Regions from separate parts of the Mus musculus genome. Here all the other regions are linked to region 3. Evidence: chromatin contacts called from public HiCAR-type, HiChIP or PLAC-seq and promoter capture Hi-C data. All regions are on one chromosome and are shown on one strand. The core of a region is the stretch at or near the end of the contact, and the rest is flanking DNA. Distances in the headings are between cores, read along the strand shown.

Region 1 (4,817 bases), core at 399-2,898, 860 kb before region 3:
TGCGAGTGGATCGAGCTGCCACTGCTGACCTCTGAACTGAACTGCTGATTTCCTGACAATGCAGATGGGATTTTCTCCAAAGAACCATTTCTAAGCAGGTCCACTTCTCCCGGATCCTTTCTTTTCCACTACCTCTGGTGGGCGGTGGGCTAAAAGGGAGGTTAAAGCATTTAAAAACCATGATTAAAAGTAGACTTTGAAAAGAATTAAAGTTACAGCAAATCTTATTTTTATATTAATACATTTCTATACAGATGCTAGTTCATGCTAGACTACAAAAGAATTGATGTCTGAGAACACTGACAAGGCACTGTTTGGACTATCTGTTTCCCTTACCAGGCCATAACAAAGATGAACGGATAGTTCTGCCCACTGATTGGTTGGTGGAAAAGCATGGGGTGATTTTTGTTCTTTCTATGAGATTCAGTAAGAAAGATCCACATCAAACCTTACCAACCAACATTATCAATGGTTTTATAGTGCAGACACTTAAGTTAGACACAAGAAAGAAAATAAATAAATAAATAAAAACATAAAATAAAAAAGAAAGAATTTTATCATCAAAGTAAAATGTGCATATATGAATGTTTGTTGAAGAAGGTTTCCATTGAATTAGAGTCAGAGTCTCTCTCTCTCTCTCTCTCTCTCTCTCTCTCTCTCTCCCTTTCCCCAGGGGTCACAACTAAGTAAACATCATTGGAAAAAAAATAAATAACTTCTAAAATTTCCCTCCGCTTCTTCAAGAGGCAGATGGGGGGTCCTTTGATATGACAAGCCTGGGCTTCAAGAGATGAAAGGACGAAGCTGGGTGTGGTGCTGAGAGCTGTAATTGCAGCACTAGGAAGAACAGAGAGGAGGCATGGTGAATTTGAGGTCAGCCTGAGCTACATGGCCAGCTCGTTTTCAAGCAAACCGAAGACGACAACAACAACAACAAAATAAAAACAAAACAACATCAAACAAAAAATGCAAACAAAGTAAGCGTGATGGTCCATGCCTGTGTATATTCCAGGACTTAGGCAGTCAGGGTCATGGTTTTAGTCTAGCCTGGGCTATACAACCAGACAGATTCAAAAGATATACCAAACCAAGCAAGCAAATGAAACTTCAGGCATGCGGGACACCTAAGGTGTCCCACGAAGGAAAGCCCGGGACTCGAGTGTTTGAAATAAAATTCTAAATGAGAAGCGGGAAGAGCGCAATGCGCTTCTGACTTCTGACCCCTCTCCCCGCTTTTTTCTCATTCAACCTTTAAAGAACAAAAACAGATGAAAAATCTAGGCAGGAGAACGAATGCTGCCCGATTATCAAGGCTATCTCATTCTGTGGCCCCTTTTCTATCTCTGGTAAAAACCCCTAGTTCTCAGCTTCCATCCCTAATAACAGCCTAACTAACTTTAGCCGCACCGTCTTGTTAAATAATACTAACAGCAACCTTTCCCTGCCCCCACCGGAGACCTCTAATTCTAACTTTTCATCTTTAATCAAGGCCTTCGAGCAACATATGGAGCAGAAGGAGGCCTTCCTGTCATGAAGGGTCCCAAGTGGCCTCTGCGCCCATTATCCCCATTGCTCCTTGACAGGTCAGGGTGCTAAGTAAAACGTTGCTACGCCGCCGGGGAGAGGCCTGTATTCCGCCGCTTCGCTTCCCTCCAGCGATAGCTTCCAGATGTGAGGAAATCTTTAAAGCTCACGACCCTCCCCACATCATTAGGTCCTTCCCGTGTTTCCAAAAAAAAAAGTCCATAATCACCAGCCCAGTGTTTTGTTTCCAGCCACAGGGAGTTCCCGGAAACTAAGCATTACGGATAAAAAGACTTCACACGTCACCTCTTACCTTAGGAAAAGCTGTTAGCTCAAGGTGAATCAAATTCCTCTGCAGTCTCTGCCTTCTGATGCAGTAACTCCCACCCTCGTGGGCGGGCACAAGTGCACACTCACACCAGGATATTTGATGTGGTTTCCAGTCTGATGTGTGTGTGTGTGTGTGTGTGTGTGTGTGTGTGTGTGTGTGTGTATGTATGTGTGAGTGATTGATAATAGTTTTCCAGGCCCACTCTTTCCCTTGCATTCCATAAGGAAAACATTTATGTCAAATTAATCTCTGACCTGGGCTTGAACCCAGAGCACCTTGGGAAATGTACCAACAGGGCGAAAAGTGAGGTACTTTTCAGATAGTTTATGCGTGTACACCCCACCTCCATCCCTCACGAGACGGAGCGATAAAAGAACTCCTTTGCTTCGAATTTTCACCGGAGTCCATGATGTATTACCGGGTTGACGAATCAAGTGTAATGACTTAATTTTTCAGTTCCGAGCCACCGAACAAAGAAAACGTTGTATTCTAAAAACTGATCTGTGCAGGAAAAAATATTTTTCGCTTAGATCAACCTGTATGTTGGCTACCTTATCTGACATTTAGCAAGTGTTAGGGAATGTGAGGAGAGCACCAAGTACGACCTTATGCCGAAAAGACTGCTGGGAGATTTCAGCCTTGCCCTGAGCCAAGCTCTCCTGCTTGGGGCACAGACTCTGACCTTTGTCCAAGGTACCTGCTGCTCTGGGCCACGTCTCATTTGTCTTTACACTCCCTAATCCCAAACTCAACATCCATACGACATAAAGGGATGGAAATGAGACTCCATTTGGAGAACAGGTAAGGAAGAGGAAAATTGTCTTTTTATCTCTCTCCTTGATCTTCCTGCTGGTAACAATTTGAGCCGAGAGGTCTGCACGCAGTTTTTTTTTTTTTTTTCCAGAACATGTTCTCTAAAGGAAACTGTCAGCTTTTACTCATCAGAAAGGAAGCAGAGGCTTATAGAGACGTTGCAATGTGAGGTTACCTGATAGAGTCCTGACCTGAGCGGGGCTACTCTGACTTTGGGTATCACTTCTAAGCAAGAGGGTAGAAGATATACCTTTGTGGCTGTTTTAAATAGTGAATGCTGGGAACGGGAGTGGTGTGTTTGATGGACTCTGTCTGCAAAGTGCCATCCGGGGGGCACAGAACAGGACTCCAGGCCTATTTGCTTTACCACGGAACGCAGTTTTGTTCTCCTATAAAGACTAAAATAAAACTATACTGAATACACGACTCCTTGAGTTCTATACTCGTTTTCTCAACTACTGTTTACAGGTGGGTTTTAAAATCATGTGTGCTGGGTAGTTTGATGTCAGCTTGACACAAGCTACAGTTATCTGAGAGGAAGGAACCTCAAATGACAAAATGCTTCCGTAAGATCTGGCTGGAGGGCATTTTCTTAATTAGTGATTGATAGGAGAGGGGCCAGCCCATGGTGGGTGGTGCCATCCCTGGACTGGGGTTTTGAGTGCTATAAGAAAGCAGGCCGAGAAAGCCCATGTAGAGTGAGCCAGTAAGCATCACTCCTCCATGGCCTCGGCGTCAGCTTCTGCTTCCACGTTCCTGCCCTGTTTGGGTTCCTGTTCTGACCTCCTTTAGTGATGGACCACAATGTGAAAGAGTAAGCCAGATAAACCCTTTTCCCCACAACTAGCTTAGGTCATGGTGTTTCATCATCATCATAATAACCCTCACTAAGACACCTAGTCAACATTTTTTTTTTCTTTTGAGGCAAGGTGTTATATAGTTCAGAATAGTTCATTTGATCAAGGGGCTTAGCCTCCTTATGTGATTTTATGGAATGCTATTTCTGCATAGCCCAAGCCTTGGACAGAAAACCACATTGCTCTGATTTCAGGTCCAAAGCCTATGCTGAGAACTTACAGGCAGCCTAAGGAGCTTAAGGAGGTTTCAATAAAATGGTCATGAGACAGGATTTTCTGTCACAAGCGAAACTGAAGCAAAAGACAAAGGAGCTGGTGGCACTTTGGGGACTTTCTCTTAAGGGTTGTGGACAGCATAGGGTTTCATCTCTCCTCAGAACATCTCCAGGAAGAATCTGAGTCGAGTCTGTAAATTGTAGGGGACGATGGCAGACACACACTGTTGGAAACGATGCTGTTTTACTAGGAAAACTAACAGAAGACATATCAAGGCCAAGTGCCTCATAGATGTCCCCAGGCAGAAGCACTCCTCCGCTGATGTTTCTTGGGCAATAAAAAGCACATTTGGTGCATGCCTTTAATCCCAGCACTTGGGAGGCAGAGGCAGGTGAATTTCTGATTTCGGGGCTAGCCTGGTCTATAGAGTGAGTTCCAGGACAGCCAGGGCTACACAGAGAAACCCTGTCTCGAAAACCAAAACCAAAACCAAACCAAATAAAAAAGCACATTTGTGGTTCTCATCACCTTTCCGCCCCGCCCCCAGCTTTTCCTAAACACATGTTGATTTTTCAACCAAGAGACTTCTACCTGTTGATATAACAGAGACTTTTTTTTTTAGAACCTCTGCATTGCCTGAGGCTGCCTTTACCTTCAGTCTATCAGCCTTTGTACCCCATCTCTTGTTTCCAAGTTGTAACACTGTTCGTGCTGAGTGCTCTTGATGTGGTGGTGTCTTTGGAAGGCGCATGCGCACAACGCTTGCGTCATTTGCACAACATATGGCAGAAATGAGCTCGTGTTGAGGACGCGACTTTAAACTGTGATAGGTTTTGCTTTGGCAAGGACACCAGATGGATGCCTTTATGATGAAGTCAGTCTCACCAGACTCTTCTTTCATGCATGTCTCCAACAGGTGTTTCCTCAAAGGCATATCTGTTTTCCATAACACCAGAATGAAGAAAGATGTAGCCTGTGACAGCTTGTATACATAGATCATATTCATTATGACAGAAGAATGTGCAGTGATCGATTTACTATTCCAAGTCCAGTTAAAGTGTGCTTTGGAAGGGATC
Region 2 (4,338 bases), core at 847-3,346, 730 kb before region 3:
ATTTTTTTTTTTGGCACTGCCAGAATCAATCTGAACAAAGCCATTCAGCGCTACGTAGAAGCCAGCTGAACTCAGACAAGCAGGGTGGACTCTTTCTGTTAAGCTCTTGAGCAATCAGCAAAATGGCTTCGATGCTGTCTCCACTGAGGAAATTACATATATAACTGTAACCCCCTGCTTTCAATTTCATCCCAGTTCCTTACATCCCCCTTACTTCTACCTCTATACTCCTGAGCCCCTGAGAAGATGGCAGCAGGTAAGAATACAGGGTGATGAGAGGCTCTTGTATGCACTGTCAAAAGTCTCTTTCGGTAGGATTATGAACCCCTGACCTCTGACCCAGGGTTCAAAGGCAGATTGATTATTTCCTTGAATAAAATTGATTGTCCGGTTGTACATTATATGGATATTTTAAGACTTTCCCGACTAATACTATCTGACCATCAGCTTACCCCCTCGCCTCTTGATAGTCATAGACCTTTCTAGGTGGATCCATGCTGACCGTTAAGACAGTTTTGGCTTTTTCCTTCCCTGCTCCCTGTGGTAATATCTGGGTTTATCATGTAATATTTCTCAGAACTCCCCGAACATTGGTTGACCCAGAAGGCCAGTAGAATGTAGTATTAACATCCTCAGGGGTAGTTAAGTTGCTTTTATGTAGCTGTGACCAAAAAACCCATGAGAACAACTCACCAGAGGGGAAGAAGGGGGAGCTTTCTGGCTCACAGTTATGTGGTCTTATGTGCTTTGGCGGAATATCGCAGTGGTAGGAGAATGCAGCAGAGGGACCTCTTCGTCACAGGAAGGGACTGGGTGGAAGCCCTAAGGATCTGACCCCATGACCTACTTCCTGTAGCTAGGGCTCATTTCCTAAAGTGTCTAGAACATCTCAAAATACCACCAGTTGCTAGGGGTCAAGTGTCCATCAGATGTGCTCCCCGGGGGGGGGGGCATTTTGTATCTAAACTGTAACTGGGCAAGACAGGGCATTTCTAGCAGCTGTTTGTCTGTTGGCTGTCTATCCTCTCTATTTGGCAGTTTCCTCACCAAAGGTTCAACAGGCTTGAGGTGGGTGTCCTCTCAGGTCTCCCCTACTGCTCGTTTTTCGTGACACGCTCTGCTAAGGCTCTCCCAAGGCTCCCCCAACCCTCTTCCATCCTCTTCAGCAATTTTGTACCAACTCTGATGTTCTGACCAGCATGGTTTGACTTCTACAGAAACACCACCCTACCAGATAAGATGAAGTGCCCGGAGCTCTGTTAGAGTCAATTTTGTGCAAGGTTAATGTGATCTCCCTCATCCTGGCCATTGAAGTCCTGGCAATTCTAGATTCTTCATGCCCCAGGATGCCCTGTTGGTGCAAGGGTTAATACCACCTGTCAGAACCCCACGGGGATTGGACTGTGTCTGGAGGTAGTGAGTTTTAAACATCTCATGCTAGAAGACAGAACGTTTCTTTTACTTTAGCTTTTATTGGGACTTTAAACGTAGCCAAGGCATTAAAGAAAGAGGAAGGGGGAAAAATAAACTTGGAAAGCTTTTATACTTTTTGTAAAAAAAAAAAAATCATTTCTTTTTTTTTTTCTTTTTTTAACCATTACCCAAATCTCCTCCAAACACACAGACCCTACAGTATCCCTATTAAATTATATAGAGCGAGTCCAGCCCTTGACTGTCAGCGGGGCCCATCATTCCTAATTTATCGCCCCAGGAAACACAGTACAATTATGGTAATAAATAATAATAGGATTCAGTACATGACAACATGAATGATGGAGCCTCTCAGAATTCATTTACATTGCTTTGTGTTGCAATCATCGTGCCTCTAATGTAACGCCAAGCAAATGAGCCCCTTTGAATATTGTGCAATCTATCGCAAGTCAACTGGCACAAAACTCACTCAATAAATCATGTTCAAACACATGCCTGTAATGACAGGTAAATCAACAATGAAGTAATTGCATTTAATGTATTGAAATACTGGACAAAAAAAACCCAGTGACCTCAAAGTGACTTTTTGTAAAAGGTATGATATAGTTGCAGAGGGAGAGAGCTCTCCTTCCCGGGAGTCTTGCAGTGCTCAGATGCACACGCCATTGCTGAGGCTGCTGTCCCTGGGCAAGCCCTGATTTACTGCCTTCACTCCGCAGTGAACACCGGAGCAGGCTGCCAGACACTTCAAGAAGGTGTTTGCCAGCATGGATGAGAGAGTCACAAGCTCCAAGCAGCGCAACCTCTCCTCCACCCGGGCTGTCGCCCACTCAGAAAACCTTCTGAAGGGGGCAGGGAGAGCGCTGTGTCAGGAGCCAGAGGGATGTGGCTCCGCCCTGCTCCGGGACTCAACTAGATTGCTCTACAGCTTTAGCCAAGCTCTTCCGCCTTTCGGCCCTTTATGAAATGAAGCATCTGGATCGTCATGTCTGAAATTCACTGCAATTCTAACATTCTCTGAAGCTCTGATTCCAATTAGGGCGGGGGGTGGTGTCTTTGCTTTTAAGCGGAAAATAAAAATAATAAAAGCCTGGGCTCTTCTTGCCCCCGAGTGTCGGAGGCACTGGTTTGAATCAGCGTGCATCTCTTCATCATTGTTTCTGTCGCCGAGGACCTGTGTGCTTCTAATTTCTGTGAAACTTGGGCCCTGCCCCTTTCTGGGCAAGCAGACAAGTCTGAAAATAGGTCCCCAGGGGTTGTGTGGATGGATAACAGACAACATGGAAATGACAGCCTTCCCTACATTCCCCATCCTTTCCACCCCAGCTCCCCTCTTCCCAGGGACCATGTCAAAGAGAGATGAAGCAGAGCCTCTTCGAAGCCAAAGGCCACTTAAGAAACTTTTCCGCTCTTGTAGAAAACTCACTCTTGGCCGAAGGCTGCTCCAGATCAGCCCTGCCTGCAGTGTCTGTCCCTCCCCACCCCTGGCCCCTCTCAGTGGAGCCAGCTGGTTTTATATTGCTCTGCTATGAAGAAGGGGGATGACGGAGGAGGAAATCACACTACACTTTGAGGAGGAAGACCTGGCTAAGTTCAAGCTCGATGATTTACTTGAAAGGTGGCTTTATAGATGTCCCTTCGTAGTTTTGTCCACTGTTCCATCTGTAAAGCCATGGTGCTATTTTTGGTGGCTCCAACCAGGTTTTTGTAGGGAGTGTGACAGACAGATGCGAAATGGTCTTTGTTGGTTGTAAAACACAATATAAAACCAATTTTTTTTTATGATGATAAGGAAGGAAAAAATATCTGAGACAAGGGCTGCCCTCAAGTAACGCTTCTTACCAGAAAATTATCTTAGTTATTTAACTGGGTATTGTTCTCATCTGAAACTCCTATGGGGTGGGGATGAATAGAGGAGGAGCTATGAGGGTCTGGTCTGCATCATTCTTAACTTAGAAGCCCCTTGAGCAACAATAACCAGCATTTACTAAGTGCATTGATAAAGGATGTCTTTTCTCTCCTTGAGTAAATTATAATAAAATGCTGTAAGGAAGTTGCCATAAACATATTTGACATATCTCTCAAACACACTTGCCTGCTGCGTTCTCTCTCCTTGCTGAAATGGCATGTTTTCTTTCTTTTTGTTTGTTTGTTTAGGCTTCTCTACCCAAGGCCTCTACTGGAATGAAGCAATCACAAAGCCTTTAATTCCCACCCAGACGCCTTCCAAGATGAAACTGGGCCACAGTTTTCCCAGACAACAACAGTCCAGAAAAAGAAAGCTATCTCATTTCCAAGAAGGGGGGAGTCCAGGGAGCTGGACAAACTCACAAACATTCATGGTGGAGAAGGAAGGAAGTCATGGCTGACTGACCCATCAAAGCCCTTGAATAATTGCCGATGGGTTTCTTGGTATGATGTGCCCTAAACCATGCCACTCTCTTCTGTTTGTTGGTCCATCAAGAACTGCAAAGGTTGGCTCAGAGACCGCCTGCTACACTCTTCCACAGCTGTGTCCCTAGCTCCCACTCGATTTGACTCAGAAGATGTCAACTTGCAGAACAAAGGCTTAGTGAGCAGAGTTGGTGGATGGGGAGCAAAACTGAGGCCTCCCCCCCCCCCCCCCGGGGTGGGAGGGTAAGAGCCAGGAAGGTTCCAATCCTATAAAACTGTTACAAGTTTTAGGAGGTAAATTTGTTCCCTTAAGAAAGGAATATTGGGAATTTTGTTTGTTTGTTTGTTTGTTTGTTTTAGCTGATCTGAGGACCCAGGCAACTTTCTTCTGCGTGTCCAAACACTGTGAAGGATTCAATTTGGTCCTGCAGGAGAGTCCAACTGGTATTTGGCAGGAAAAAAAAAATCAAGATACCCACTCCCAACTTCTGAGGTTCAAAGGTCCCAACACCA
Region 3 (4,452 bases), core at 717-3,216:
TTGTGAGCCTCAGAGGGTGCATGGGACAAGAGACTTTCTCCTGAGCCTTTTGTCTTTTAGCAAAAGGAAATCACAGGGAAGCTGTGACTCAGTCAGAGGCCCCTCAGCTCTTCCCGCTCTCTGGCCCTGGCAGTGCTCTGGTCTGTGCCTGGTCTCTCTGCCCATCACCGGCCCCTTTCCTGAGGAATGCAGCCTCCACCAGGCCTGCCTAAGGCTCCTGCTGGGAGTGTCCATTCCATTTCTCAGTTCCTCCATTTGCAACCACTATTTATTTATCTTTGGAAGCTCAAGGAAACAGAACCTGCAACAGGGACTGACCAGGGACTCTAATGAGGGAAGAAAGCTAAGAAGCTGGCGGCTGGGGCCATCAGGCCTGAGAGAGGCTACTTCCCTGGAAAGGAGATGGGAGATCTGGCTCACAGGCCACAGTGGCAGAAAAGGCACTGAGCACCTCAGTAGGACCAAGGTGGGGTTACTCTGTTGGCACAGGAGGGTCATGAGCAGGAGGGGTTCTGCCCCAATCCTGAAGTTCTCCCGCTACATAGCAATAAAGGTTCTACTGAGTGATTTAAAAAAAAAAAAAGTGATGGTTTCTGGGGAAACTGGGAGGCAGCATCCTGGGTCCTCTAACCCCAACCTTCTTTTCAGTTGGCACTGCAGCACCTCTAACACCCACAGGCATTAGCTGTTGGTCATTGTTACTGTTGCTTTTTTGAGGTCATGTCCATAGGCACTTTGACTCCCCAGTGGTCAAAAGCCAGATCCTACCTAGGACTGGCCCTTCTTCCTCCTTCTCTGGCCACGGTTTACAAGCAAGGCTCAATAGACTACACACCCCTAGGTGTTACATGCTGTGTCAAGTCAAACAGCTAATAAAAGACATGGAGGGGGGCTGAAACCTATACTGCGATACCCTGGCTGGTGGTAGAGTCTGCCCACACCCTAATATAGATCCCTGGGCCTTCTCTTATTTTCCCCTTACTCATTTACTGCCCTGCCCCAACACACACACACACACACACACACACACACACACACACACAGTGTTAACAGGAGGATAGCTTTGGCAGTGTCTGCCTTAACCTTTGACCTCTCCTTGGCCTAATGACATGCACCTCCCGCTGGGCAAGGTCAATGCTCACAGGGTAAGATCTATGGCCTCCTTGTCTCAGTCTTGTGCCCTCCTGCTGTGGCTTCAATCCAAGTCTGAGGGGTGGGAACAGGACTGTGAGAGTCAACTTATAGATCGGCTCATCGCGACAGGGGCCAAAGAGAAACCTTAGATCCTGAGCTAAGTTCAACCCCTTAACCCGGAGCACCAGACTTCCCAGGCCAAACCAGAACTTCAACGAAAGTCCTAGAAAGAGGGGTGTAGGCTGGATGAGAGAGCGTTTTTTTTTTGTGGAAAGTGATGGTTGCCTTACAAGTCTGAGCTGGGCGGTAGAGAGAGAAAGTCCTGGCTAGTAGAAAGAGTCGTGACAGGACAACAGTCTTGGTTCAGGGTAGGTGATGGGGTATAGGAGTGGGTGTCTGCTCAAGCTGTCTTCTAGGCTTGCACTTGAAGGAGGGCAGCCGCCTGGCAGGGTATCAGGCGGCGCTAGGGCCTCGCAGAGTGACGAGGCGGTGATGGAGGCGGGCGGGGGCTGGCGGCGGGAGCTGAGCGGCGCCTAGCTGCCCCCATCCATGGCACGGAGCTGCGGCAGCGGCGGCGGCAGCAACAGGAGCCCGGCACGATCCGCTAGGTCTCAGCCGCGCGCAGGGCGAGCCGGCCACGCGCAGGGACCAAGCTTCCGTCGGCTCGGAGCGCTGCGCTGAGACTCCGGCCGCGCCGCCGGGGGCCACCCGCGCTGCGCTGTCAGCGGCGCCCGCGTCCCTCCCGGCCCGGGTGCTCGCAAGCCATGCCCCCGGAGCGCAGCAGCGGGGACCCCGAGGCTTGCCTCCGCCCATGGCCCCCCGCCCCGCCCTCGGGCGCCCGGGACTCCCGCTGAGCACTCCTCCCGCACGCCCGGGTCCCTCCGGCCGGCGAGCCGTCCGGCCCCTGCGCTGTAGGTCCCCGCGGGGCGATGGGTTGATGGGCGCGGGGGGACGCAGGATGCCGGTGCCTCCCGCGCGTTTGCTGCTGCTGCCGCTGCTGCCTTGTCTTCTGCTCCTGGCTCCTGGAACTCGGGGTGCGCCTGGCTGCCCGGTCCCTATCCGCGGTTGCAAGTGCTCTGGGGAGCGGCCCAAGGGACTAAGTGGCGGCGCCCACAACCCGGCTCGAAGGAGGGTGGTGTGCGGCGGTGGGGATCTCCCCGAACCTCCAGATCCCGGCCTTCTGCCAAACGGCACCATCACCTTGTGAGTACCTTAGTTTGTGCCGGGTATGGTCAATTAGTGGGACTTAAGTGGGGGGGGGGGGGGGGGCGACGATCTTGCCACTTGAGAGCCTGGGGAAAGTCTGAGTCCAGGCGACAACCGGGAAACTCGAAGTTCTAGGATCAGAGAAACCCCGGTATGGCCCCAGAGCGAGAGGCATCGCGGAAGCCTGCTCACCTGCACAGGTGAAGTGCGTGTGGACGGTGGAGGGACCACTCCGTGTCCCTTGTCCCAGATTGGCTAGTGTTGCAGCCTTACGAGGCCCTGAGCTGGGTGAGAGTGGGATCGGTGTCAGGGACCCATTAGGTGGCTGTGGTCCTCACCACCTTTGAGGCTTCGGAGCCCGCATGACAGGGAGCCTGCTGGTTTCAGCTAGCTAGCCTGGTTCCTCTAACTGGGATAACCCAGTCTGCGGTGCCCCGCCCCGGGCCTGCTGAGCTCTGCTCCCAGCCCGGCTTCTTGGGCAGGGGAGCCTGAGACCGCTAAGCCTGTCCTTGGAATGCAGGCGCTTCTGATCTGACCCCGTGCCCCATCTCCTCTTGGGCTCTCTCCCATTGCGCATATAGTTTGGCTGTTTATCGATTAACTTAATTACTCAACGATTTGGTAGGAAAACCTGACTGAAGGGAGGCACGTGCCTCCCGGCCTCCTTCCATAGTTCTCCCTTCAAATCGGGGCCTGATTAAACCCTTGCTTTCCTGGCCCGCGAGCACCTATGCTCTTTAACCCGAGTCTTAAGTCCCGGCAACCGCACTCGGAGAGCTTCCCGCACCCCAGCGGTTTCCTGAGCTGACCATATGCTCCAAGTTCCACGCGACGTGGTTTAAGGGTCGTGCCCCGGCGGCGGCTCCTTGCTTTCCTGTTCAGGATCTAGCCTAAAAGCCGCTTCCCCTTCCCTGTCATCCTGACCCTGGAGAGAACCTTTTCTCCAAACCACCCCTCGCCCAGGGCTGGGGCTGGTTTCATGATTGTACCCAGAACAATACAGTAAGTCCTGTGGCGGGTTCAGAGGCAGCTGGCTTCCTGACAGGACACAACTGGTCAGCTTGTGATGTTGGCCGGCTGGCTTGCATTTTCTCCATCCAGCTGGGCTGTGTGCCTCGCAGTGGAGACTGGATCTCTTCTCTCTCCCACCTCGATGCAAGCTCTGGCTTGCAGCCCTAGTGGCTGCTAAGGCGGTTCACAGTAGGTCTGAGTGTCATGATGTTTAAGGGTGCTGAAAAACTTGGGCATTCCCCAGCTTACTTAGTTCTGGAGGAGGGAGGAAAAAAAAAAAGTGCTTTGCTGTGAGAAATAGCTGGCCAGCGTTTGTGACACACAGCTGCACCGTGATAGCTCGCTCGCTCGGCTGGGGGTGGAGGTGATTTGTGTATGGGCACATGTTCCAGAGGCTCAGCGAACTCACATGTGTGGGAGCTGTCTCTTGTGTGTCTGTTGGTGGGGATTAGGGAATCCTAACATGGTCAAGGCAGAAGGGAAGGGAGGGGGAAAAAATAGAAAAGTGGTTTTGCAGGACATCTTAGACTGATTTGGCCACTAATGCTTTCCAGCCACGGCTAATTCCCATCTACGCCACTCAGAGGAGCGGGACCAGTTCTTGGTGAGAACATATCGTGGCAAAGTAGCAGCAGACTTGGCTTAAGCCCTTCCTGCTCCAGCCTTAAGCCCTTCCCTAAGGAAGGGCTCCTCTCTCCTCTGGGCCATTCACCTAGCTGGCTTACAGTACCTTCCAAAGAGACTGGTCCCCAGCCTGGCAGGACCCTGGAAAGGACAAGGGAGCCCAGTCACCCACCAGTCTGGAGTGTAATGGAATCTGAATCTCCCTCCAGATGTTTTTCTCAATTTTCCACATTTATGATCCTGATGGGTCGCCACCCAGCAGTCTCTGAAGTTAAAAAAAAAAAAATCAAACTAGGATCTCAGTGGAAGGTAGGAAGGGGACTCAGTCCAAGCACACTGTCATAGCTCATCTTGAAATGAGACAGGAAGGCTGGAAAGGGGCTGCTGCTTCCAAGGAAGAGCATGGAACCCCCTTACTTTTTAAAAATCATATTTATTGATATTTTATATGTTTGGGTGGTGTTGCCTGCATGTATG
Region 4 (4,514 bases), core at 178-2,677, 970 kb before region 3:
AGTGATGGTTACCTTCCAGAGATCTGAACCTCTAACCTAAGGCACTGTTCAGTAGAATTTTTTGCTATTTGCATTTTACCTTTAAAGTGACTAAGACCAGGAGATGAACAGCTTAGTGGTAGAGCCTTCCCTTAAAATGCAGGAGGCCCAAATACTACCATCTCCCCCAATAAGCAAACAAAATTAACATGTATCACAATAGCCACTGTAAATGTATCTGGGTTCTTCTAAAAAGGACAGCTAACATTTCTAGCAGTAAGTAAAATGAATGTTCCTGGTTTATCCCATGGCTCTGCATATATGCCTGGACCTACCTCCAACCAGCATATGAAAACCAGAAACAAACACGGTTAACTGTCCAGCTAATGAAAAGGGCCGTTTAAGCCATGACTATTGACAAAATCCTGCATGTTTACTTGAAAATTCGATAACCTTAACCCTCATCAATTCCAAATTAGAATCTCATGGTGCTTTAAAAATGTGTTTCAGTTCCATTACGAAATCCCTCAATTTTTCCAGTTCAACATTTTTATCGTTGGTTCCTTTTATAGGTACCATCACATCGTTTATAACAGTCAAAATGCATCTCGCGTTTTAAATGTTTTGCCTCTGAGTGATTCTTCATGTTTTGTCTATCCACCCTGCCAATGTACTATTTTCCAATGGGCAGGGCTTCATCCATCCCTCAAGGGGCTACACTCCATCCTGGCTGAACGCTACAACAAAGGCGAGCAGCATCGCTTAACTAGGGGGTCCCGACTGCCTCTACCGGGCGCCCAGGCAGAACCAACGCTTTGGATCACTGGGAGCTTGGGAGCGAAACGCCAGCGCCTCATCAAGGCAAACAGTCCTAATTACAGTGTCGCCTGCACCCCATCATTAGCCCCCACCGGGCAGGTTTCCTCTCGGACAGCAGCCAACATCTCAGGCCGGACAAGTTCCTCCTGGACCCTGGGCCCAGCCTGCCTGAGCCCGGCCTCTCCCTGCTGACCCTGACCCGGCCGCGGGTGTAGACGCGGCCGCACCGGCTACTCAGCTCCGCCCGTCCCAAGCCCCGGATGTGACGGCAGGTCGCCCCGGGGCGTTCGCCCCCCGGGACGAGCACCGGTGTCCGCGAAAAGGTGGCGGAGCTTTCCCACCGGCCCGCTGCCCACCACGTACCCAAGTGAGCAGGCTCTCGCACAGCTCCACCCGCTCCACAGACTCCACGTTAAACATCTTCCTGGGGTGGCCGCAGCGTCTCCCTTCAACCAACCAGAAGCCGCGGCCGCTCGGCTCGGGGTTTGAGTCCGAAGGGGTCAGGCAGCAGACCGGGCGTCTGGCGGACCTTCTCTTCCGTCCGTCCGCTCCCGGGGCGCGGACGCTGGCAATCGCTCCGCACTGTCACCAGCCCCTCCTTCCCTCGCTCGGGGCCGCGCACTCCCTTGCGCGCACCCGGCGCCGCCAGCCCACGCCCTCTTGCGCGAGCGCCGCGCCCCGCCGCGCCGCGTAGCGCGAGTCCCGAGGTCCGAGGGCCACTGCGCACGCTCGCGCTCGCTCAGCCCCGCCCCTAGAGGCGCGCTCCCAGAGCCAGTCCAAGGCCCGCGGGCGCGCGCCCCGGCCGGGCCCTGCGGTGGCGGCCGGTCTGTGTGTCTCTCCAGTCCGCTCACCCTCGCCGGGGCTCCGCACTGCGCGTGCGCTGACGCCGGCGCTCTGGCTTAAGAAGCCGCCTGTAGTTTGCACGGGAGGAGTAGCTAGGTAGTCCCCGGAAATGAGCTCTATGCCGACCCGCCGACTGGCCCGGTAGTTCCTCGGCCGCGACGAGGTACGCGCCCCCCTCTCCGGCCGCGGGCGTGTGCCAGGCCACGCCCCCGCACGGGCGGGCCGGGGACCCGCGGACTGCGGGACTCGGCGCGGTGGCGGTGGGGGGAGCTGCGGGACCGCGCGAGGGTAGGCTCCGCGCCCACCGCTTCCCTCCGGAAGCCGGAGCGCAGCCTTCCCTGAGTCGCCGGAGCCTGCCCAGAGTCTCCCTCCGGGCGAAGGTGGAACGGCTGACGTGGGCGCGTCTCGGAGGCTGGGGGCCGGTTTGGCCCGGCTGTGGGGAGCCCGGCGTTCCTCCTTGGAGCCCCCTTCTCCCACAAAAAACTTTACCCAAAGTGACAGAGGGTGGACGCCAGTTCCCCAGTGCGTAAGGACCCTTGCTGTTCCTAAGGCCTGCTTCTTGTGCTAGGAGTTGGCTTCATTGAGGTGCATCCTTGCCCGACTTTCGATTTTTTTTTTTTAATACAAGCCTTGTAGAAGGTTTCATATACGTTTTTAAGTCGCATGCAGAACAGTGCGTAGCAGTACATGTTTGAGGAATATTAATAAAATGAATTGCCACATTCCCAAGAGTTCTTCCATCCATACCATCTCTAATCTGATTTTTGTGATAGGCACTTACTTTATTTTAAAAGCTTTCCCTTTTAGCTTTTTAACCAGATGACTATGCATGTAGTATAATTTTCCTTTGTTTGATTTTGAACTTTTATGAATGGATATGTATTGTGGCTTTGGCTTTTAAATAATATTAAATTATCTGCAAAAATCCCATGATTGTCTAATATCCTATTGTGTGACTACAGCCTTGTACCCGTTCTACTATTGATGTGCACTTTGTTCCAGCTTAGGGCGTCTAAGAATAATGCTATAATAAACAGTCGACCTTAATGCAAAGATATTGGCGTTTCCAAGACAACAAGATACAAGATATATGCTTTGGAGTCCTAGGAGAATCTTGGATTCAAAGGTATGCATAACCACCAGATCATGCAGTCTTTGATTAGCAGTGCCTGGGAAGAAGTTATCTTCCCAGGGCACACCTTCACTTTTTTTTTTTTTTTCTTCAGTTCCTGGGGACTTCTTTCCCATTTGAAGTTGGTTTTCTCGCTGAGCTTTTAGGATTTCAAAAAAACATTGAGTTTTTGTTTTGTTTTGCTTGCGTGGTTGGCTGTGTGTGTGTGTGTGTGTGTGTGTGTGTGTGTGTGTGTAGCCCTGGCAATTCTGGAACCTGCTCTGCAGACCCGGCTGGCCTCAAACTCAGAGATCTGCCTGCCTCTGCCTCCTGATTGCTGGGATCAAAGGCTTACCACCGCTGGCAGCATTAAATTTTTTAAAATGATCCTTTTATCGACTACTGCTTGATGATCACATGTAATCGATCGTTTCATAGATTCGAAAAATCTTGGGCTGAGGAGGTAGTGCTAGATTCACTACCCTAGCAAACACCAATCTTTGGTACCAAAAATAAGCAAATAAATAACTGTATCTGAAGCCTTCTCAAAGGTTTTTCCTGCGAACATTCTTCTTAACAGGAGCAGAGATACCTTGAGAAATCCTAACTTTGAATCTCCTGTTCTTATGGTATCTATGTGGGTGCCTCTGGATCTTTGTCAGACTAGAGGTCCAGCATTCCATGCTGAAATGTTTCTGTAGAACCGGTGTCACCTTTCAGTGACTAAAGCTGATTAGGTAAACAGATAGTAAGTGTAGATTACATTGACTTCGGCCTTGCCTTTAGCTTCACGGCCACAGGTTTTAGCCATTTGGGAGGGACTGTGGTATCTGTAACCACTTGGGCTTTCAAAAGCTGTGATACAGTGGTGATAAAGTATGTCTTTTCAAATCTGTGAGTCTGCAGTGTTTTTATGCCCTGTGTAGCATTACTGGTTTATTTTATGCTTCTAATTACTTTTCGGGGCAGAAATGATATTAAGAACTCCTTGATAACGATTACAGAAGCCATCTGACCATCAGGATGCTATATGAACCCGGGGCAGGGGAGGGGGACGGGGGAGTTGGGTGAGGACCCGTTTTTTCTTTGTTATAGGAAATCTTAGTATTCCTACTAGAAAAGGGTAGCCCTTTCCATGACAGTGTTAGAAAAAGACCCAAGAGAGGGGAGTGGGCCTTTCCTGAGCTGTCTTTGTAGGCCTTGCCCAGATGGAGGTTAGTTCTCAGCTACAGCAGTCTGAGAGTTCAGGGGAAGATGGTGCTGCTGTTCCATATGACAGATTTTGGATTTGGTTGTGAGCACACATGTCAGAAACAGATAAGCATGTATGTGTCATTCCAAAATTAGACTTTATTGAATAACAATAAATACACAAGGTTCGGTGACATTTGTTATATAATCCTACCTACTTTGATAATCTGGCTGAGGGAAAAGTAGGTTTTCTTTTATTCCAGTCTTAATTAGTAACATTAACTCTCCTATGATATATCACAAGGCACAGGTAACTAGCTGTGTGTGTGTGTGTGTGTGTGTGTGTGTGTGTGTGTGTGTTTTAAAGATTTATTTATTAAATGTAAGCACACTGTTGCTGTCCTCAGACACTCCAGAAGAGGGCATCAGATCTTGTTACAGATGGTTGTGAGCCACCATGTGGTTGCCGGGACCTGAACTTCAGACCTTCGGAAGAGCAGTCGGGTGCTCTTACCCACTGAGCCATCTCACCAGCCCGTGTGTGTTTTTAATGTGCATTGGAGTTCAAAAG
Region 5 (4,873 bases), core at 1,588-4,087, 830 kb before region 3:
TTAAACTTTGTATCCATTGCTTTGTCAAAATTCTTTCTGTCCCGCTTCCTCACTGTCTTCTGTCTCCCATCCAATCGAGAGTACTGGAAATCAGTCATCTGAGATGTTCAAGCTCCTTATATACAACAGCACTTGTGTATCATCTACTCACATCCTCTGTCCATTTCAAATCATCTCTAGATTGCTTACATCCCCTAGAACGGTAAGTCTGAGTGCTCACTATCGGTGCCATTTGGCTTTTCTTCCTGTGGTCAGTTCAGTCTCTGGGTGTAGAACAGATGTGGACAGCCAGCTGTTTTTGTAAGCTGTCAGCCAGCATTGCCCTACAAGTGCATGGTAGCCTGTGTCGGATCTATTCCTAAGGCCAGAGCTTAGGTGCTTACTGTTGGTTCAGAGCGAAGTTACCATTATAAGACAAGACCGAGAGAGGGGACCGCAGGGATATGCTAGCATTTTCCCTACTTCTCAGATGAGATATTTGAGAATATATCACTTGGCTGAGATTATTTTGAGAAGCATTTTCAAATGAAAACGTTAACTAGTTGATGGCTTAATTCCTAGTTGATCTTTCTATCTCCTAGCTCCATAGAAGCACTCGTTGCTCATGTCATTCGAGGGTGAGGAAGAGTTTCCTCACCTTCACTAACCTCTCAGTAGACTTTTACCTACGTGATCATCGCGCTTGGAAAACGCATTCCTCCCTTTCTTACTGCGAAGTTTGTGTTATCCGTTGTGGCCACTCAGAACTCTCAGGCGTATTAGACACATTCTGCTATCCAGATTCTTGGTTTCTCAGCATTACAGGGCTGAGTTAACAGCTTACTCAGGGCTGAGTAAAAGTGTGAGCCCTCCACACTTACTGTTCCTCCTCAGCAATTTCATCCGAGGTTACACATTTGAATACGTTCGAGAGGTAGATGGCTCCAAAATTCATCTCTACACCGAGATCCACGCATCCAAAGACTTTACCGCTGTGACCGCTGAAATGTCACGTGACCGAGACAGACCAATGGAGTCCACATTCCTTCGCCCCAGCCCTCCCCCATCTCAGTTCATGCTCTTCTCCTTCTGTACTCAGTTGTACCTGATCAACAGAAAGTTCCTTCCCTGAGCTCAAATCCAGCCTGAGCTTCGCCTCTAATGTAGATCCCGTGCACCTACTTACGGCCCCTTGCTTAATCAACTCGAGTTTGTTCGCCTCCGCTTCATCCCTCGCAACCAGATTATTTTCCTGACTTTTTGACAGGTCCTGTTTTAAGTCAGTTTATTATGAATGACATTTTGTAAAAAGATTCATTCCGTAAGGTATTACATTGTTGTCGCTCCAGTACTCTCAATGCACAGAATAGTACAGATACTGAATTTTAAATAGATGTTATTAGTTGAATAAAGAAAAAAAAGTGAACTTTTATAATCGAGGAATCTTCTAATAGTTTTATAAAACCTCTCTTAACTAAGTCACATATAAATTTATAAGTTTGTTTATTTTTTTTTATCAGAACATGGGCCATGCAGTTTTGAACCATCGACAAGAACAAAACAATTCTGAGTAAAAGCAGACCATTATTTTATGAAAGACGACTCCATTTAAGCATCCTGATGAGTAACATTCTAATATGAGACTCGGAAGAGATCTCCATAGCCTGCTGCCTAGGAATTAACACGCTAAGAGGTTTAAAAACATTAATATGGCTCTTTGAAAAGACTCTTCAGAAAGTAGGTCCCTTCTTAATCCGTGCATTTAGAGCAGCCTATTAAAAGTTGAGTAGTTAATAGAATTTACTGCTTAAAGTTATTCCGACATTTCCTAAACTCTTTCCTCGCCACATGGCTGCATTGTTATTTTTAATCCTGCCTTTTAGTAACCCTCTAAATAACCAAACTCCAGCCTCATTAGAAAACCGTTGTCCTACCCAGGTGGTGGTATGTGCCTATTATCCTAAATTGTGGGAGGAAGAAGCAGAATGACTGAGTTTTGGGCTAACCTGGGCTGTGTAGTGAGACCTCATCTCAACAAAACAAAACAAAACAAAACAAAACAAAGCAAAACAACAAGGAAGCCGGGAGTGGTGGCACATGCCTATAATCCCAGCACTTGGGAGGCAGAGGCAGGTGGATTTCTGAGTTCGAGGCCAGCCTGGTCTACAAAGTGAGTTCCAAAACAGCCAGGGCGACACAGAGAAATCCTGTCTCGAAAAACCAAAAAACAAAACAAAAACAAAAACAAGGGAGAGAGAAAAGGGGGAAGGGAGAGGGAAAGAAGAAAGGGAGGAGAGTGCTCTCTTCTGCTTGGGGCAATGAGCAGCTCTGCTGACTTCTGTGTGTGAAACACAATAGAAGCAGGAGACTAGAGGTGTTGACACTCCGGCTCGCTCAGTGGATCCTTGAGTGTAAGCTTAGAGAAGAAGCCTGGTTTCTTCTCTATTTTTCTTTTCTTTTCTCTACCCCAGAAAGATGGCTAATGATGCCTCTCTTTCACGCCAGTGCTTGTGGCATCTGGGGTGGTGCCTAGAGCAGGTCCCCATGCCTGGGTGGATCTTGAAAACTGTCTGGGTCTTCCCTGAAATGTTAGGGACCCTAACAAGGTGCTGCATAAAGGGATACTGAACAGGAAACGCTGGCTGTGAGTTAGCAGAAGGGCAGAGATTTGACTCTGAAGGAAGAATTCTTACTGGGTCAAGGCTGCCTTTGCATAATTCTATTATCAGCAGGGAGAGGAGACATAATCATATTAGGTGCGTCTTGTCCTGCCGGATGGGGCTTGTCTTTACCTTGCTTTTGAAGTCATACAGGTTTAAGTGCCTTCTGTGAGTGACGGCTCAGAAGTGCCCATCAAGAAGGCAGGTGCTGCCCGAGCAAAGCCGGGGAGTGTTTGATGTTGACAATGACATGCATTCCTGTGCAGACAGGAGTAATCCATTTGGACACAGTTTTGTGTGTGTGTGTGTGTGTGTGTGTGTGTGTGTGTGTGTGTTGCTTTCTGCAACAGAAGCAGTTCTGTCTGGGAGGTTGACTCCAGGTAAGTGGAGCACACATCTTCTATCCACAGAATAATGGGGAATTCATGTGTCAGAGCAGCTGCATGTGCCTTCCTGTCCTCTGTATGGAAAACGGGCATTCTCTCATTCAGTTACTAAGAGTATTGACCTCACTTCATCTGCCTATAGAACCCCGGTCTCTCACCAGTTTGCCCTGAGTCTCTGACCAGCTTGCCTCTTTCTGGAGACCAATGTGGTCCACAGAGGAGTTTGTGCTCATCCCCGAGTCTTCTGACATGAGCTGGGACTTAGACGATTATGTTATAGTGGCCTAGAGGTGACTAGGGAATGTTTCAGCTCTTGTTTCATTTATTCACATTGGGTATTGCCATAATAGAGGCCAGGTGACAGAGACAGTGTAAAGGAGGAGAGAACCTCAGGGGGTTGGGGTGGGGGGAAGGACTGGGTTCCTCATGCTCTTCCCTTGAAAAAAATATAAAAGAAAAAAGTCAACTCTTTTTAAAGATACAGGCACACTTTTTAAAATTAGAGTATGTGTATGTGTGCACGCGCAAACGCATGTGTTTTCTGGGGGGTGGGATATTTATTTATTTATGAAACAGGTTGTTAAACATTTGCTTATGTTACAATGACTGAGCATAAGGTACCAGAAAAAGAGGAAGAGGAAGAGGAATTCTAAGTTCTCAATTACACGCCCCATTAGCTAATCACGGTTAGACCGACTATTCAGGCTAACCAGTTTACAAAGAGAAAATGTTTAATTTGGGTCAGTTTTAAACAGGTCTAGCCTAGGCTACTTGCCTTTGTTGCTTTGGGCCTGTTGTGGTACATCACGGGAGGAAGCTATATCAGAAAAAGGGTTCACCAAAGCCAGGGGATGGGATGCCTTCCTCTGATCATCTCAGGCACCAGGCATGCACATGGTGCACATGCATACATGTAGGGAAAACACCCATACACATAAAACGATGATGATGATGACGATGACAACGACGACGACGATGACAATAACCCACAAGTAAAGGGATGACTATGGTAGCATATTCCATTAGTCCCAGTAAAAAGAAATAAAACTTGAGACCTGTGATTCATGTAATGTATGTCAAATAGCCCAAAGAGTTGTTGTGAGCTTTGAAACCTGGGGCTGAGAACATAGCAGAACAGACCAGGACATGCCCGGGCAGGCCCATCGCCTCCCTATCTCCCACCCCTCTGACCTAAGTTAAATGTTACAGGCTGCTGATGTTTAAATGGACCAATCATGTGAAACCGCGCCAATTCCTCCCCCAGCCCCACTCCTTTTCTATAAAAAACCCTAGCTTCCAAGCCTTGTGGTTGAATCCATTGTCTCTTGTGTGAGATACGTTTCAACCCGGAGCTACCCATTAAAATACTTCGTGTTGTTACATCAAGGTGTTGTGTTCTGTTCGTGATTCGTGGGTGCATGCCGAATTGGGAGTTGAGTGGGGGTTTCCTCACTAAGTTCTTTCACCAGTAGGTGGAAGAGAGAGAGAGAGAGAGAGAGAGAGAGAGAGAGAGGCAGACATCAGAGTAAATGACAGTAGACAGAGAGGAAGAGACCTGGGTCCCACAAATTCCCTTCATGGACCTGTCACCAGTCACCCCAAGAGCTCACAACAGGCCTACCTCCTAGAGCTGATTTTCCTATAGTGCCAAGCTGGGGAAGAAAAAAATCCATGACCATTGGAGACATTCTAGATGCAAACTGTCACTTGCTGTCTCTTTTCTCACTCTTCACTGAAGTCCCACACTATCATGGACACCGAAAGCCCTATCTAGCCACAGAAGATTAATATGTGTTTTTGCTTTGAGTCAGATTTATACTTTATGAAGGCAATCCTGACTGTGGAGTA
Region 6 (4,540 bases), core at 458-2,957, 780 kb before region 3:
GGTCTTAGGTATCTGGGCTGAAGGTGGAGAAAGGTTCCTTTGATGGTTAAGGCTCGTGAGTCTCATAGCTGTCTGGAGAGCTGGCCGAGTGGGGACAGCTAGCAGACGCAAGAGGTTTTCTAGGGAGCGTCCCTTCGCAGCCCCTTCTTTTCTCCTGGGTCTGCACTGACACCAGGGTTCCCTGGGTGTCTTTCTTTGGTGGAGGATGGGAGCAAGGGGTCCGTTGCAGTTCCTGTCTCTGGAGTGCCCTTGTAGGGAAAGGAGCTAACTAATGTCTGGGCGTGGATTCTAGGAGAATGTCTTCCTAAGGTGGTCTGCTTCATTCTCCAGCACCATGTAAAATTTTCCCTCACTCTTCATCAAGTACAATGTATCCATTTCAGACCTGCTCTCCCTGTACTGGATCAATGCTCCCGTAGGAATATGATAATAAGTACAGAAGCCATTTATGGCCTGAGAATTTACGTAGAAATTTGCATACAATTTTCAACAAAGCTATATATGAGGACTAAAATGTTCCCCTTCTCCCTCTTTCCCCCTCCTTCCCTCCCTCCCTCTCTTCTTTTCTTCTTTGTGGTGGTGGTGGTGGTGGGGTGAGGCATTAAATCCAAAGTGCTCTACCACTGAGCTACACACCAGCCCCCTATCAGGATGCTCTAGGGAGAGGGATTTACGCACCGTGTTTAGGATAGGACTGGACCAGAGAAGATCCAGAATTGAAATAAAGGCTAGTGGAGACACACCTGTCCTGATCACAAACGATGAGGTCACATGATTAACAGGAAGTCACTCACTTATTCTACCAGAAAAAACTAAGACAGATGTGTATAATATTTCCTACTTTAACCACAAAATCCACATGGTAGAAAAATTTACAAATGAGAAGAAGATTAAATAAGAGGGATAAAGCCTAAATAGAGAGCTTTAGGAGAATTTTTAGATTTGCTAAAATAATGAAGACACTTCACTAAAGAGATTATTGAAAAGCCATTTGCAGATGCTTAATTATTACAATTGGCTGCTCTACAGTGGAATTTATCCGAGCTGTCCCTCCTCATTGTGCTAGATTGTCTTTAGGCTCTCTCTTCCTCTCAGTGTCACTGAGATGCATACCAATGCCTTTTAATTACTACCTTCTAATGTGGATACAAAGAGAGACTTTCCTTCCTCCACCCTGTGACGGCAGCTTCCTTCTCCTCCTCCTCCTCTTCCTCCTCCTTTTTCTCCTTCTCTTCCTCCTCCTCTTCTCCCTCCTCCTCCTCTCCCTCCTCCTCCTCTCTCTCCCTTTTCCTCTTCCTCTTCTTCTTCCTCCTCCTCTTCTCCCTCCTCCTCCTCCTTCTCCTCTTTCTCCCTTTTCCTCTTCCTCTTCTTCCTCCTCCTCCTCTTCTTTTTCTAGAATTATTTGTTTTCTGTATAGGAGTACACCGTAGCTGTCTTCAGACACACCAGAAGAGGGCATCAGATCCCATTACAGAGGATTGTGAGTCACCAAGTGTTCACTGGGAATTGAACTCAGGACCTCTGGCAGAGCAGTCAGTGTTCCTAATTGCTGAGCCATCTCTCCAGTCCTCGTCTCCACCCCACGCCCACCATGGTTGTTCTTACATCCAGATGTTCAAATATCGTCTAGAGTGACTCAGACTTATTGGCTGCCTACTTCTGGGGCCCTCTCTCCCTGTGAGTCCCACCATAGAGCTAGAGATGAAGGAGGATTTGGACATCTGCACTGGAACAAGTGACATAGCACTCAAGTCCACAGGAGAACAGGCTGACCTGACCCTGTCCTTTCTCGAGCCGTACCTCCCAAATTGCTGTGAGCATAATACTGGAAACCCAGGGACGAGTTTGATTTGTCTCTATTCCATTTTCTTGTAAAACAGCACACGTGCCCTCTACTCCTGATATTATCTGGTCTACTTGATGTCTATTCTCTCTCCCCAGGGCATACTCACTGTCTCTTTCTCTTGTTGAGAGAGACTGAAACTTTTAGTGCGCTCAAACTAGAATACTTGGTTGCAGAGAAAGTATGTGAGAATAAATCCAATATATACTAAGATTTTCTTACAGGACATTAGAGCAGAGTCCCCCCAACTCCGCTGTGCCATTGCTGAATTCTTTTGTGCAACCATGTTTCCCAAAGCACCACGCTATGGTGCTAACAGTAGATGCCCTGCATCCCACTACTGCTATGGGGTCGATACCTTCCATGCAAGACTGAAATCCGATGGCCTTCTGAAACGGATATGATCAACTCCAGATATAAGGAAACAGAGGTGCCTGGGACAGTTAGACCTAAGCATCTGCAGGGCACCCCCACACTATTCACTGTCCTAGAGAGCAGGTTTCTAATCCCTTGAAGGATACTGAGGACTGTGCTCCATACTCGGTCTATCTGAGCTGTTTCGTCCATCCCTCCCAGAGTGACCTGTGAATAACAAGAGTAGGAGCTTTCTGACAGAGGAAAAATCTCGACTGTGTCTTTGGTTTTTATATTCACCCTAAGGGCCTTCTTTTCTCCTCAGCTCTTCCAATACTTGATCTTCTAGTCTTAAATTGAGACATAGTCTATAACTCTCTACATGGCACTTTATGCAAATAAATGAAAGATCAAGGTATTTTTCAAAGGTCTGTTTCCTTGGGTAGGCATGGAGAACTAATGATAGTTTTGAAAAACCTTAGCAGGGATTTTCTTTTTTCTTTTTAAACCTGTGGATCCTGTAAGGCTGAGATGTTCTTTGAGCATCTATATGCGCCAGAATTTTTTTTTTTTTGTGATGCAATTTACATATGTCATCATGTTTAATCTTCGGAACTTGGACGAGTAATTATAACTATCCTTTTTAATTGATAAGAACACTGACACTTGAAAGGCTGACAGAGATGGAACTGACATTAGAGCCTAGCACTGTCTGATGACAAAGCCAGTCAATGAGGTGGCTAAGGAGATCTCAACTCTGACATGAGATCCTAGCAGTATTTCTAAGAAAATTCTTTGTCAGGCTTCTTTTGCTTCTTTTGGAAGCTGACATCAACTTCTTCACTTGGCTACCTCTTGGCCTAACTCTGTTAATCTGGACATTGGATTCATCCTGGCAAAGACCGTGTGATGCCACCGCGAACGTTTGCCCTTTCACTCTTTAAGACTAATCCCACCCTGACTTGGAATAGTCTGTTACAGGATATATTTTAGTCTGCTGCTGTGTCACGTGCATATTCTTAGGTTTTTATTAATGATCACCTAGCCTCTTTAGCTGAGTACACCTATGGGGTTGCAGAGAAAAACAGACTGCTAAATCAAATCCCACATACCCCTTTCAGGAAATGGAGGAGAGTCCCAGAAAGGAGGAAGAATGGTTGGTTGGGGCTAGAGCTTGATGCTTGGTGCGCAGGCAAAATCTCCTCCAGAGCTGATGAGCAAGAAAGGGGCCGGACTTCGCTGCCTTGACAGGAAATGGTGTGATGCTACAGCAGATCCTCAAGAAGAGGCTAGGATGATGTCATTATGGCAAGGATAAAAAAAAAAAAAGAGCAAACCAAGGACTAGAAAGTCTTCTTCCCTCCATGTTATTAACTTAAAGCAAATGATGCACTCTGGTTGTGGGGGCCCAAAGCAGATGTCTACAGGAGTGGAAGTTCATTTGAAAGCAGAGAGTTGCAAGTAGAGGTTATACACGTGCATTGCTGATGTATCCTCGCTGTCTACTTTCTTCTCCCCACTGTGTCCTTCTCTATATCAGAAGGACAGAGCATGAGGAATGTTTACTGTGCAATCCGTGCCTATGACTAATACCCTTAGTCCTATCAATACACATTCACAAGCCCACAGAAGTAGTTCAATCAATGTGAAGACCACTACCTCTGCTTGTTATTAAATACTTGTTATGCCTAGTTATTATTACTGGTTATACTTATGAATTTGCAACATTAGGCAATGCTCTGGTCATGAAAATAATCATCATTGTTCCTTCACACGTGTGCAGCATCTAGGTCTTAAATAATCAAATACATGTTTCCATTTTCATTGTTTTAACAACAACGACAACAACCCATCTCAATACAGTGATTAACATATCCTTAACTTAATGTGGAAACCTCTGGTATCCCTAACCTAGGCACACACAAGAGAGGCAGCAGCAGCTACCTCCACGCCCCCTGTGCACCTCGAAGCGTCTGCCCTCACCCGTGCCGATCCTCACACTCAGATGCCCTTGGTCCCTCTCTTGTCTTCACAGACTGTCAGCTCACCAGCCTCCTCTGATCTCTGCCCTCCTTTTCCTCCAAATTAAATCTCAACTTTTTTGTAAACCTCTGTGAAAATGACAAACTGGTGCCAGAGCTGTCTTTTAATACACAAAAGCATAAATAATGCCATCCATCAGGGCTGTCACTCAGAAAGATGGATTGCTAGTTGTCCAGACCCCCGAATGACACCAAAGCCAAAGTTAGAAAGTGTCTCACTTCTTTACATGTTCTCTCTCTCTCTCTCTCTCTCTCTCTCTCTCTCTCTCTCTCTCTGCTGGACTGCTTGATTCTGATTAAT

Evidence for each region. Promoter capture Hi-C pulls out the DNA fragments that hold promoters and counts their contacts. HiCAR-type assays count read pairs that join an accessible place to other places. HiChIP or PLAC-seq counts read pairs in DNA pulled down with a chosen protein or histone mark.
Region 1: a contact with region 3 is called in a promoter capture Hi-C map of second pharyngeal arch cranial neural crest. The contact joins the enhancer-like site here to the promoter of Adgra2 in region 3. A contact is called at or near these places in 7 of 39 promoter capture datasets (cranial neural crest, embryonic stem cells, frontonasal cranial neural crest and 3 more) and 1 of 115 datasets of contacts at active chromatin or transcription factors (embryonic limb bud).
Region 2: an H3K4me3 HiChIP or PLAC-seq map of stem cell-derived neural progenitor cells shows a contact between it and region 3, with 14 read pairs. The contact joins the enhancer-like site here to the promoter of Adgra2 in region 3. A contact is called at or near these places in 4 of 39 promoter capture datasets (cranial neural crest, hippocampal neurons and liver), 1 of 484 Hi-C or Micro-C datasets (bone marrow-derived macrophages) and 3 of 115 datasets of contacts at active chromatin or transcription factors (astrocytes, cardiomyocytes and stem cell-derived neural progenitor cells).
Region 4: a contact with region 3 is called in a HiCAR-type map of astrocytes, with 3 times the contacts expected there. The contact joins the promoter of Hook3 here to the promoter of Adgra2 in region 3. A contact is called at or near these places in 1 of 39 promoter capture datasets (second pharyngeal arch cranial neural crest) and 3 of 115 datasets of contacts at active chromatin or transcription factors (astrocytes, embryonic stem cells and extraembryonic endoderm stem cells).
Region 5: a promoter capture Hi-C map of frontonasal cranial neural crest shows a contact between it and region 3. The contact joins the enhancer-like site here to the promoter of Adgra2 in region 3. A contact is called at or near these places in 5 of 39 promoter capture datasets (cranial neural crest, frontonasal cranial neural crest, liver and 2 more) and 1 of 9 other capture datasets (embryonic stem cells).
Region 6: a HiCAR-type map of fibro-adipogenic progenitors shows a contact between it and region 3, with 4 times the contacts expected there. The contact joins the enhancer-like site here to the promoter of Adgra2 in region 3. A contact is called at or near these places in 4 of 39 promoter capture datasets (cranial neural crest, liver, maxillary cranial neural crest and 1 more) and 4 of 115 datasets of contacts at active chromatin or transcription factors (bone marrow-derived macrophages, embryonic limb bud, fibro-adipogenic progenitors and 1 more).

Annotation. Positions count from the first base shown.
Region 1 is chr8:26,225,188-26,230,004 of GRCm38.p6, forward strand. No RefSeq gene overlaps it. Among named protein-coding and RNA genes, the nearest start is that of Gm31727, 39 kb to the right of the region's middle. Within about 2 kb of position 1,649, at least 15 of the 459 cell types and tissues checked have an H3K27ac peak or open chromatin away from gene starts, as enhancers often do. A contact at or near this core is called in embryonic limb bud and second pharyngeal arch cranial neural crest, where this site is marked.
Region 2 is chr8:26,350,010-26,354,347 of GRCm38.p6, forward strand. No RefSeq gene overlaps it. Among named protein-coding and RNA genes, the nearest start is that of Gm31843, 30 kb to the right of the region's middle. Within about 2 kb of position 2,097, at least 87 of the 459 cell types and tissues checked have an H3K27ac peak or open chromatin away from gene starts, as enhancers often do. A contact at or near this core is called in stem cell-derived neural progenitor cells, where this site is marked.
Region 3 is chr8:27,083,875-27,088,326 of GRCm38.p6, forward strand. Adgra2 (adhesion G protein-coupled receptor A2) reads left to right here and starts at 1,967. Exons shown (of 19, transcript NM_054044.2): 1 at 1,967-2,337. The coding sequence starts at 2,072. Gm39151 (a long non-coding RNA gene) reads right to left here. Exons shown (of 3, transcript XR_870285.3): 3 at 2,395-4,452.
Region 4 is chr8:26,117,797-26,122,310 of GRCm38.p6, forward strand. It overlaps Hook3 (hook microtubule tethering protein 3), which reads right to left and starts at 1,428. Exons shown (of 22, transcript NM_207659.3): 1 at 1,162-1,428. The coding sequence starts at 1,218. It overlaps Rnf170 (ring finger protein 170), which reads left to right and starts at 1,572. Exons shown (of 8, transcript NM_029965.4): 1 at 1,572-1,804; 2 at 2,644-2,767.
Region 5 is chr8:26,257,659-26,262,531 of GRCm38.p6, forward strand. No RefSeq gene overlaps it. Among named protein-coding and RNA genes, the nearest start is that of Gm31727, 6.8 kb to the right of the region's middle. Within about 2 kb of position 2,838, at least 9 of the 459 cell types and tissues checked have an H3K27ac peak or open chromatin away from gene starts, as enhancers often do.
Region 6 is chr8:26,300,579-26,305,118 of GRCm38.p6, forward strand. All of the region lies in intron 3 of Gm31784 (a long non-coding RNA gene), which reads right to left. Among named protein-coding and RNA genes, the nearest start is that of Gm31784, 9.6 kb to the right of the region's middle. Within about 2 kb of position 1,708, at least 7 of the 459 cell types and tissues checked have an H3K27ac peak or open chromatin away from gene starts, as enhancers often do. A contact at or near this core is called in fibro-adipogenic progenitors, where this site is marked.